Linked DNA regions of Ovis aries: region 1 is linked to region 2. A link is a contact called in public Hi-C data. All regions are on one chromosome and are shown on one strand. Each heading gives the region's core, a stretch centred on a gene start, on an enhancer-like site or on the middle of the called end of the contact. The rest is flanking DNA. Distances are from core to core; before and after follow the strand shown.

The links. A called contact is a pair of places that touch in the nucleus more often than the background predicts.
Region 1: a Hi-C map of liver shows a contact between it and region 2, with 4 times the contacts expected there. The contact joins the promoter of MSRB1 here to the promoter of IGFALS in region 2. A contact is called at or near these places in 3 of 16 Hi-C or Micro-C datasets (liver, mixed tissues and omental adipose tissue).

The regions. Positions count from the first base shown.
Region 1 is chr24:2,028,944-2,032,518 of ARS-UI_Ramb_v3.0, forward strand. It overlaps MSRB1 (methionine sulfoxide reductase B1), which reads right to left and starts at 1,768. Exons shown (of 2, transcript XM_060406031.1): 1 at 1,607-1,768. The coding sequence starts at 1,661. It overlaps RPL3L (ribosomal protein L3 like), which reads right to left. Exons shown (of 10, transcript XM_027961462.3): 7 at 3,501-3,575; 8 at 2,922-3,063; 9 at 2,562-2,681; 10 at 2,171-2,309. The coding sequence ends at 2,194.
Region 2 is chr24:1,890,016-1,893,888 of ARS-UI_Ramb_v3.0, forward strand. It overlaps IGFALS (insulin like growth factor binding protein acid labile subunit), which reads right to left and starts at 2,403. Exons shown (of 2, transcript XM_042240110.2): 1 at 2,356-2,403; 2 at 1-1,363. The coding sequence starts at 2,371.

The DNA.
Region 1 (3,575 bases), core at 518-3,017, 140 kb after region 2:
CAGCAGGGCCCGGGTTACTAGGTGGGCTGCACATCCTCCCCACGCACCCACCCACCACCCACAGGCCTGGAAATCGACTCTGTGGGGGAGACACGGCATGGAGTTCATGTTGAATGGTTCTGAGCCTGTGCCAGAGACCAGGAGAGTCACTTTTCACACTTATCTCACTGGCTCTTCTTAACAACCCTGTGACGCAAATGTTCCCATTTTACAGATGAGGAAGCTGAGGTACAGGCATACAAAACATTCAGCTACAGGGTGTGCAGTCAGGAAGGAACCCAGGCAGTCTGATGAGGACACAGCTCTGCCCCCCCAAACACATAAACAGGCCTCACCACCACTAGCCCACCTCCCTTCCCACACGGCTGACCCTCTGCCCAAAGAAGCCTTGAGCAGGATGCCCAGCCACCGGCCTGCTCTCCAAGCAGGAAAAGAAAGACCCCAATAAAAATACTTCCGGTCCAGACAGAGGGCCCAGGAAGACAGAGGGGCAGGGAGAAAAATGGGTTTTAAACTATCCCCAAAAGATCACCTTGAGGAGGGGAGGGGAAAGGTCGCAAAATTGATTTGCAGAACAGGAAACTGCTTGGGGGTCCCTCAAGGGGTACTGAGTCACCTTTTGCCCCCTGCCCGGCCTAGAGACAGTCTCCCTGGAGTCCATGACAACTCAGCATTTACCAGTAACTTGAGAAAGAAAAGAGGAACCAGGAGGTGCTGTGGAAGTGAGGTTTCTAGTGTGGCTGAGCAGCTGGAGGGCAACCCCAAGTCCCACAACCAGAGGGTCCTAATGTCGCAGCTGGCTCACAGAGACGCCAGGTGTCACAGCCCAGGCCCCTAGAGAGCTGACATCCAAGAAACCCCGCCCAGGGGTAGGTCGCAGCTCTAGTCTTGCCTGTGGACACATTTTTACCAAATTAGCCTATGACCAGGCAGCACAGCCCAGAATGTGATTCACCTGATCTCTCAAAGCCTGGGGCCAGGGCTGAGGGTGGGCCATGCCCCAACCAACCACTCACCCCCCACCTTTCACCCCTCCTAGCTGGCCCAGGCTGTCCAGTCAAACTTGACTGGCCATTGGGAGCCTGGCCTGGTTACCCAACCCTGGGCCCCCTGAGAAGGCGGGGGAGGCACCCAGGCAGTTACATTTGGATCCCAACAGGACATTCTGTGCTTTCCAGCTCACCCCGCAGGTCTGGGGAGCTGCGGAGGAGAAAGGGCTGGGGTCATAACCGGGCGATGCCCCAAGGAAAGGGAGCCAGTCACAGGAGCTGCTCCTGGACAGGACCTTCCAGCGCGTCCCTCTAAAGTCCCGATCCTGACTCGGATACCCCGAAAGGCGTCGCCACCCGCGCTTACCCTGACCGCACAGATTTCCCCGGAAAGGGCCACGCTCGCACTCAAGGCCTGCGCTCTCTCCAGTGTCTCCCTCTCCTGGGGAACCCCTTCTCTCCAGGCCCCCCAGACTCCTCCCTCCTCCATATAGCCTTTGCCCCGCATGCGCTCCTCCCCGCGCGGCCACACTCGTCCCGCGTTCCTGGGGCTCCACCGCCACCCGGAGGGCAGCGACGGCCCGGCCCGCTGTCCTCCCAGAAGTTACAGATCGTACCCGGCTCAAAGTGGTTCTGGAAAATCTCGCCCCCGAAGAAGCTGCAGAACGACATGGCGCCGGAGGGACGACCGCACGGCGACGCCTCCGACGGATCCGAGGACAGACTCAGGACCCGCCGCTTGTGCCCGCCCAGCGAGAACCAGTCCCTCTCTGATCCCCACCCGGCCCCGGCGCCCGGAGGCCCAGCTCCCCCAGGCAGCCAATCACGTCCGGGGATGCGAGACACCCTCGCAGGGCCCGCCTCCCACTGCCCCGCCCCTTTCCGTGGTCCAATCCCTCCCCGAGGCTAGCGCTTCGACTTCCGCCTCCGGGAGGGCCCTTCCGAGGAAACGCCCCCTCCATCTTCCAGCTGGCCCCGCCCACCAGCCAGGACCTTGGCTCTGAGGTTCCCGAGGCCCCGCCCCGAGCCGCAGGGCGCGCAGCCGACCGCGTCCGCCACCTGGCGGCGGCTGCAGAGAACCGGAAGACATGTCAGCTCTCTTCCCTTCCCGGCTCTAAGCCCTGGAGTACCGGCTGTTGACCAGCCTTTCCGTGCCCCCCAACTCTGAGACACCACGGAAGAACTGCCTCTGGCTTTTATTAGACTAGGGCACCAGCGGGGGTTGCGCCGCGCTTCTTCCAGGCCCCCTCCGTCCCATCCTGCCTATAAGTCTCCGGAGGTCTCCGGCTTTTCCTTCTCCAGATGCTTCTTCTGGGGACCCTGGGGGGCGAGGGACAGGAGGAGGGTTAAGTCACAGGGTCTCACCAGCCGCCTGGGTTCTCGGAGCCAGCCCCGCGCCCCCTCCCGCCGGTCCCTCCCCTGCTTCCTTTCCGGCAAGACCACGTGCCCAGGACTAGACCCCTGAAAGCCCCTTCTGTGGATGAGTGCAGGGGCATGCGGGCCCCAGATGCCCACCCTGGGGCAGATGGGATGTGGGGTCTGAGCCCCAGAGAGCAAGGCGGATGGGCTCACCATGAAGGCCCTCTTCTCTTGGGCTGTCTGGAAGCGGCCATGGCCAAACTTGGAGGTGGTGTCGATGAACTTCAGCTCGATGTTCTCCAGGGCCTGGCGGCTGTGGTGCACCAGGAGGGACTGGGGCCCGTGGGAGAGGGAAAACAACAAGGCGGGAGGTCCCCACTCAGCCCCTCCTGTCACCCCCAGTCCACACAGGAGGGTCTCACTCACCCACCTTCTGTTAGAACCCCTCCCTTTTTGCTTTCCCCACCCTGCCCTCCTGGAGCGGGCTGGAGGACTGGGCAGGCCAGCCCCCTGCCCCCAACCCACTCCACAGCCCATGGGGCTCCCACTCCCCGCTCACCACCTGGCACTGACCTTCCTCAATGTGATGACCCGCTTCTTGGTGCCCGCGATGCACCCCTTCAGCATGACGAAGTCGTTGTTGACTTCCCCGTAGTGTGGGAAGCCGCCCTGAGGGAACGTAGGTCCAGAAAAGAGGCTCTGGGTTTAGGGGCGGCTGAGAAAAGTAGGGGAACTGGCCTGGGGTGACACTCTAGACCACATCAGGACAGTCTCTGAGCCAGACCCTAAGTCTGTCCTGCTACTGTCTTATTTAAAACTCTGTATTTTACAGAGGGGGAAACTGAGGCTAGGGGTGGGCGGTGATGTCACTGCTCCCAGCCCCACAGCTGCCACATCCCGCAGCTGGGGTGTGAGCCCAGGCAGCCTGGCTCCAAGGGCAGAGTCGGAGCTGCTCGACCCCGAATGCTGGGACAGCAGCTGGAGGACATGCTGTCTGCAGCGGAGACGCTGAGGATGCAGGAAACGGCAGAGGTTTGGTCCAACCTGGCGGCGGCTTGCTGGTGCCTGAGTTCTTGGGGAGAGTGGTGCCCCCGAAGCCTGCCCCAGACACACACACCAGACCCCTCAGCCAATTCGGCCGCCCACTCTCACCAGCGGCGTGATGGATTTGTCGGTCACATCGTAGCTGGTGGAGGCATTGTTCTTAACCACCTTCCCGTCCTCCGT
Region 2 (3,873 bases), core at 1,153-3,652:
AGGCGGCCGAGGTCCTGGAAGAGCCGGCCGGGCAGGTGCGTGAGCTGGTTGGCGGTCAGATCCAGCTCAAGCAGCTCGACCAGGCCCCCCAGGCTGCGCTCGTCCACGTCTGTGATGCTGTTGCCCTTGAGGAAGAGCCGGCGCAGCCCCGAGAGGCCCGCGAAGGCGAGCGGGCCCAGGCGGGCCAGGCAGCCGCCCTCCAGGTGCAGGCTGTGCAGCTTGGCCAGGCCCTGGAAGGCCCGCTCTGGGAGGTCGCGCAGACAGTTGCTGGAGAGGTTGAGCACGGCCAGGTTGAGCAGGCCCAGGAAGCCGCCGGGCCTGAGCTCCTGCAGCTGGTTGTTGTTGAGCGCCAGCACCTCCAGCTGGCCCAGGCCCGCAAAGGCTTCCTCAGGCAGCTGCTGCAGGCGGTTGTGGCCGAGCTGCAGCTCTTCCAGGAAGTGCAGGTCCTTGAAGGTGCGGGGCCGCAGGCCGGCGAGCGCGTTGTGCGAGAGGCGCAGGACGTGCAGGCCCAGCAGCCCCGGGAAGCTGTCCTCCAGGAGGCCGCCCATGCGGTTGTGCGACAGGTCCAGCCAGCGCAGCGCCTTCATGCCCAGGAAGGCATTCGGGGCCACGGCAGCCACGAGGTTGTGGTCCAGGTAGAGTTTCTGGAGCTTGGGCAGCTTGACGAAGACATTGGCCTTGACGCTGCGCAGGGCGTTCCGGCTCAGGTCCAGCTCTCGCAGCTCGCCCAGGCCGCAGAAGAGCGCAGGCTGCAGGTAGGCCAGCTTGTTACCTGCCAGCACCAGCTCCCGCAGGCCGGCCAGGCCCTGGAACGCGGCGTCGGGCAGCACAGCCAGGCTGTTCCAGCCCAGGTTGAGGTCCCAGAGGTGCGCCAGGCCCTGGAAGAGGCCCTCGTCCAGGCGGCTGAGCAGGTTGTTGCTGAGGCCGAGCGAGGCCAGGCCGGGCGTGTGCAGGAAGGTGTGGGCCGCCAGCGCGCGCAGCCGGTTGCGCTCCAGGTGCAGGTGGCACAGGCTGCGCAGGCCCAGCAGCGCCTGCGGCTCCAGGCTGGCCAGCCCGCTGCCCTGCAGGTTGAGGAAGCCCAGGCCCGAGAGGTTCCGGAAGGCGGCCGCAGGGATGGAGGAGAAGTTGTTCCCGTCCAGCCAGAGCGCCCTGGTGCCGGGCGGGAGGCCCCCTGGCAGCCGCGTGAGGTTCCGGGAGCTGCAGAAGACGCTGAGCTCGTCCGTGTAGTCGTCATGGCCACAGGAGCAGACGGCTGGGCACTGCAGGCCCTCAGGGTCTGCTGGCGCCGTGGGTTCCACTCCCTCCAGGCCGTGGGGACCCAGCGCTGCCCAGGAGACCAGCAGCACCACCAGGGCCGGGCCTCCTGCGGGGAGAGGGGCTTGGGGAGGGGCCCGGGACGGGGACTCAGGTCGGAGCAAGACATGGGACCTTCCAGGCCTCAGCTGCACCCCAGGACCACGACACACACCCGTTAAGAGAAGGCCCCGCTGACCAGAGCGGAGGTGTGGGCGAGAGACGCGGGCCCCGCGTCAACGGGCAGGACCGGGACGTCCTCCAGGTCAAGACCAGCTGCCCTTTCCACTGTGCAGGACCAGAGGGAACTGGGGACCAGGGACCTGGCCACTAGGCCGTGGGTCAGTCTCATCTCCAAGGTGGACACTCAAGCCAGCCTCGGCTGCCAGGCAGGCCTGGAGGAAGGTGTGAGCGACAGAACCTTCTGGAGCAGGCCTGGGTGGGCAAGCGCTTGCTGCCCTGAGGGCCTGGACACTGAGCTGGATGCCCACTGCCCCAGTCAGACCACCCAATCGGGGGCGCTCCCCTCCCTGGTATGTGTGTGGCACGTACCAGGGACGTAGCCCAGCGCCAGCGTGGGGAGAGGAGGAGGGTGCCAGCCTCGCGGGCAGATGGGGCCCCAGGCCATTGACCACTGGAGACTGGTTCTGTCACTGGACAAAGGATGCCAGGCTTCCCCTCAAGGCCCCCCGGAAGTTCCACTGGGCACTGGGCTTGTCCCCCGCAGCGGGCCCCTCCCTGCCCTGAGTGCTCCGGGTCTCAGGGTGGCCACAGCAGCTGGGGTGGGCGAGGCTCCGCAAGGGGACGGGGTGGCAGTGGCCTGGCCTCCAAGGAGTTGGGGGGGCCTGGGCAGGGCCCTGGGGTTGTGCGAGGCCCTGCATCCCCTGCGCCCCCGCCAGGGCCCGGGGTGGGAGAGGAGGTGGGCGCTCCCCCCAGAGGAGCGGCCAGGCTTCCCCCGGGGGCTCCCAGAGCGAAGCCCTCCCGGGGGCAGCCCCTACCATGGTAGGCCGGGGGCATGGGCTGGCCACCGCTGCGCGAGTGGCGGGGCCGAGGGAGCCTCACCTCTGCTTGGGGCCATCCCTCGTGCTGAGCGGGAGCGGGTCGTCTGCTGGGCCGCTGCTCCTGCCCTCTGGATTTCCCCTCCGCGGGGCAGCACCCGTGTCGCCGGCCAGCCCAGCTGCTGGCCCCAGCGCCGTTAACCCCCTCCTGCCGGGCGCCAGCGGCGGCTCAGAGCGCAGTGTGGGGCAGGTGGCACAAGGGACGGGCTGGGGCGGCGTCTGCCTACCATGCCCTCAGGGGTGAGGGGGCCGGTGTGGCTCTGAGGCCCGAGGGCCCATCCCTATCGTCCCGGCTCCCCTGCCCCCCATCCCCCTGCAGGGCTGGCCTCGGAGCTGGGGCTGCAGGCAGTGCTGGGCGGGGGTCTCCCTTGGAGCAGCCTGTGAGGGGCTAGTGTTCAGCCTCCCCCTGCTTGGGGGTGGGGGCCCTTCGGGGACTCCTGGGGGCTCCCTGCCCAGCCGATGGCCGTGTGGGAGTTAAGCTGGGCCTGCCAGTCCCCCGAATGCTGACCACGCCCCGCCCGTTCCTCCCCACCTGGGTGGGGTCCTCGGTCAGCTCCCAGGGCCCGGCCCAGCCTCCTCTTCTCCCGTGACCTCAGGGTCAGCTGCTGTCTGGCCGTGCCCCACCCCCAGCCTCTTCTAGGAATGCTTGGCCGGGTCCTGGCTGCTCTGTTTGCTTTCACAGCCCTATTCTCCAGAGAGGAGAGTGGGGGTGGCCTGGCCTCGGGGGCCAGATCCTGGGGCTGTGAGACCAGCCCCCGAAGCAGTGGCCCCATCCTGCCCTCTGGGGTACCTGTGGGGCACGGCCACCCCACAGTGTGCAGGCCTCGGGGGGCCCAGTGTCTGGCCTGAGGTCAGCCCCAGGTCAGACGTGGGAGGCTGGGTGCGGCTCCTCCAGACCCAGCTGCGTCCTTGGGCTGGCCTCCAGCTGCCCCTCCCCTTCACCAGGACCCTGCCCATGGCTGCTGTGCCCGCCCACCCCTTCCTCTGCTCTGCCTGGGGTGGAGGGCCTGTGTCAGCAGGGCTTGAAAAAGGCAGAACCATGCGTGGGTAAGGCTAGGCTTGTGGAGGCCTTCCAGTGAGGCAGGAGCCCCCGGGGCCCAGAGACCCCCTGCCTCGTGGCTCCTCCCCTGCTCATCCCATGACTCAAGGACTGGCTTTGTCTTCCTCCCTTTATCAAGCTTTGATTTTTTTCCAGGTCATCTCTCAGCTGCTCTTCTGAGAAATTATAGATCTGCAGGGAGAAAGTCCACACCCAGAAGTTTACAGGGCAAACACGCATTTACACAGTAGAAAGTGCAGACTCAGCAGGAGTCGGGCCCTGGGGCCTCTGCACCGCAAAGCTCCCAGCCGGCGAGAGGCCCGGCGCCTGTCCCCTGACACCCACAGGCCTGGGCTGGAACTTCCTGTAAACCCCAGGGGAGCGTGTGTGGTGGGGCGCCCTTGTTGGGACTGCGGCAGCCAGGTCAGCCTTGCCCGAGTCCTGCAGCAGCGCTGGCGGTCAGCCCGCCGAGTTGGGAGAAGC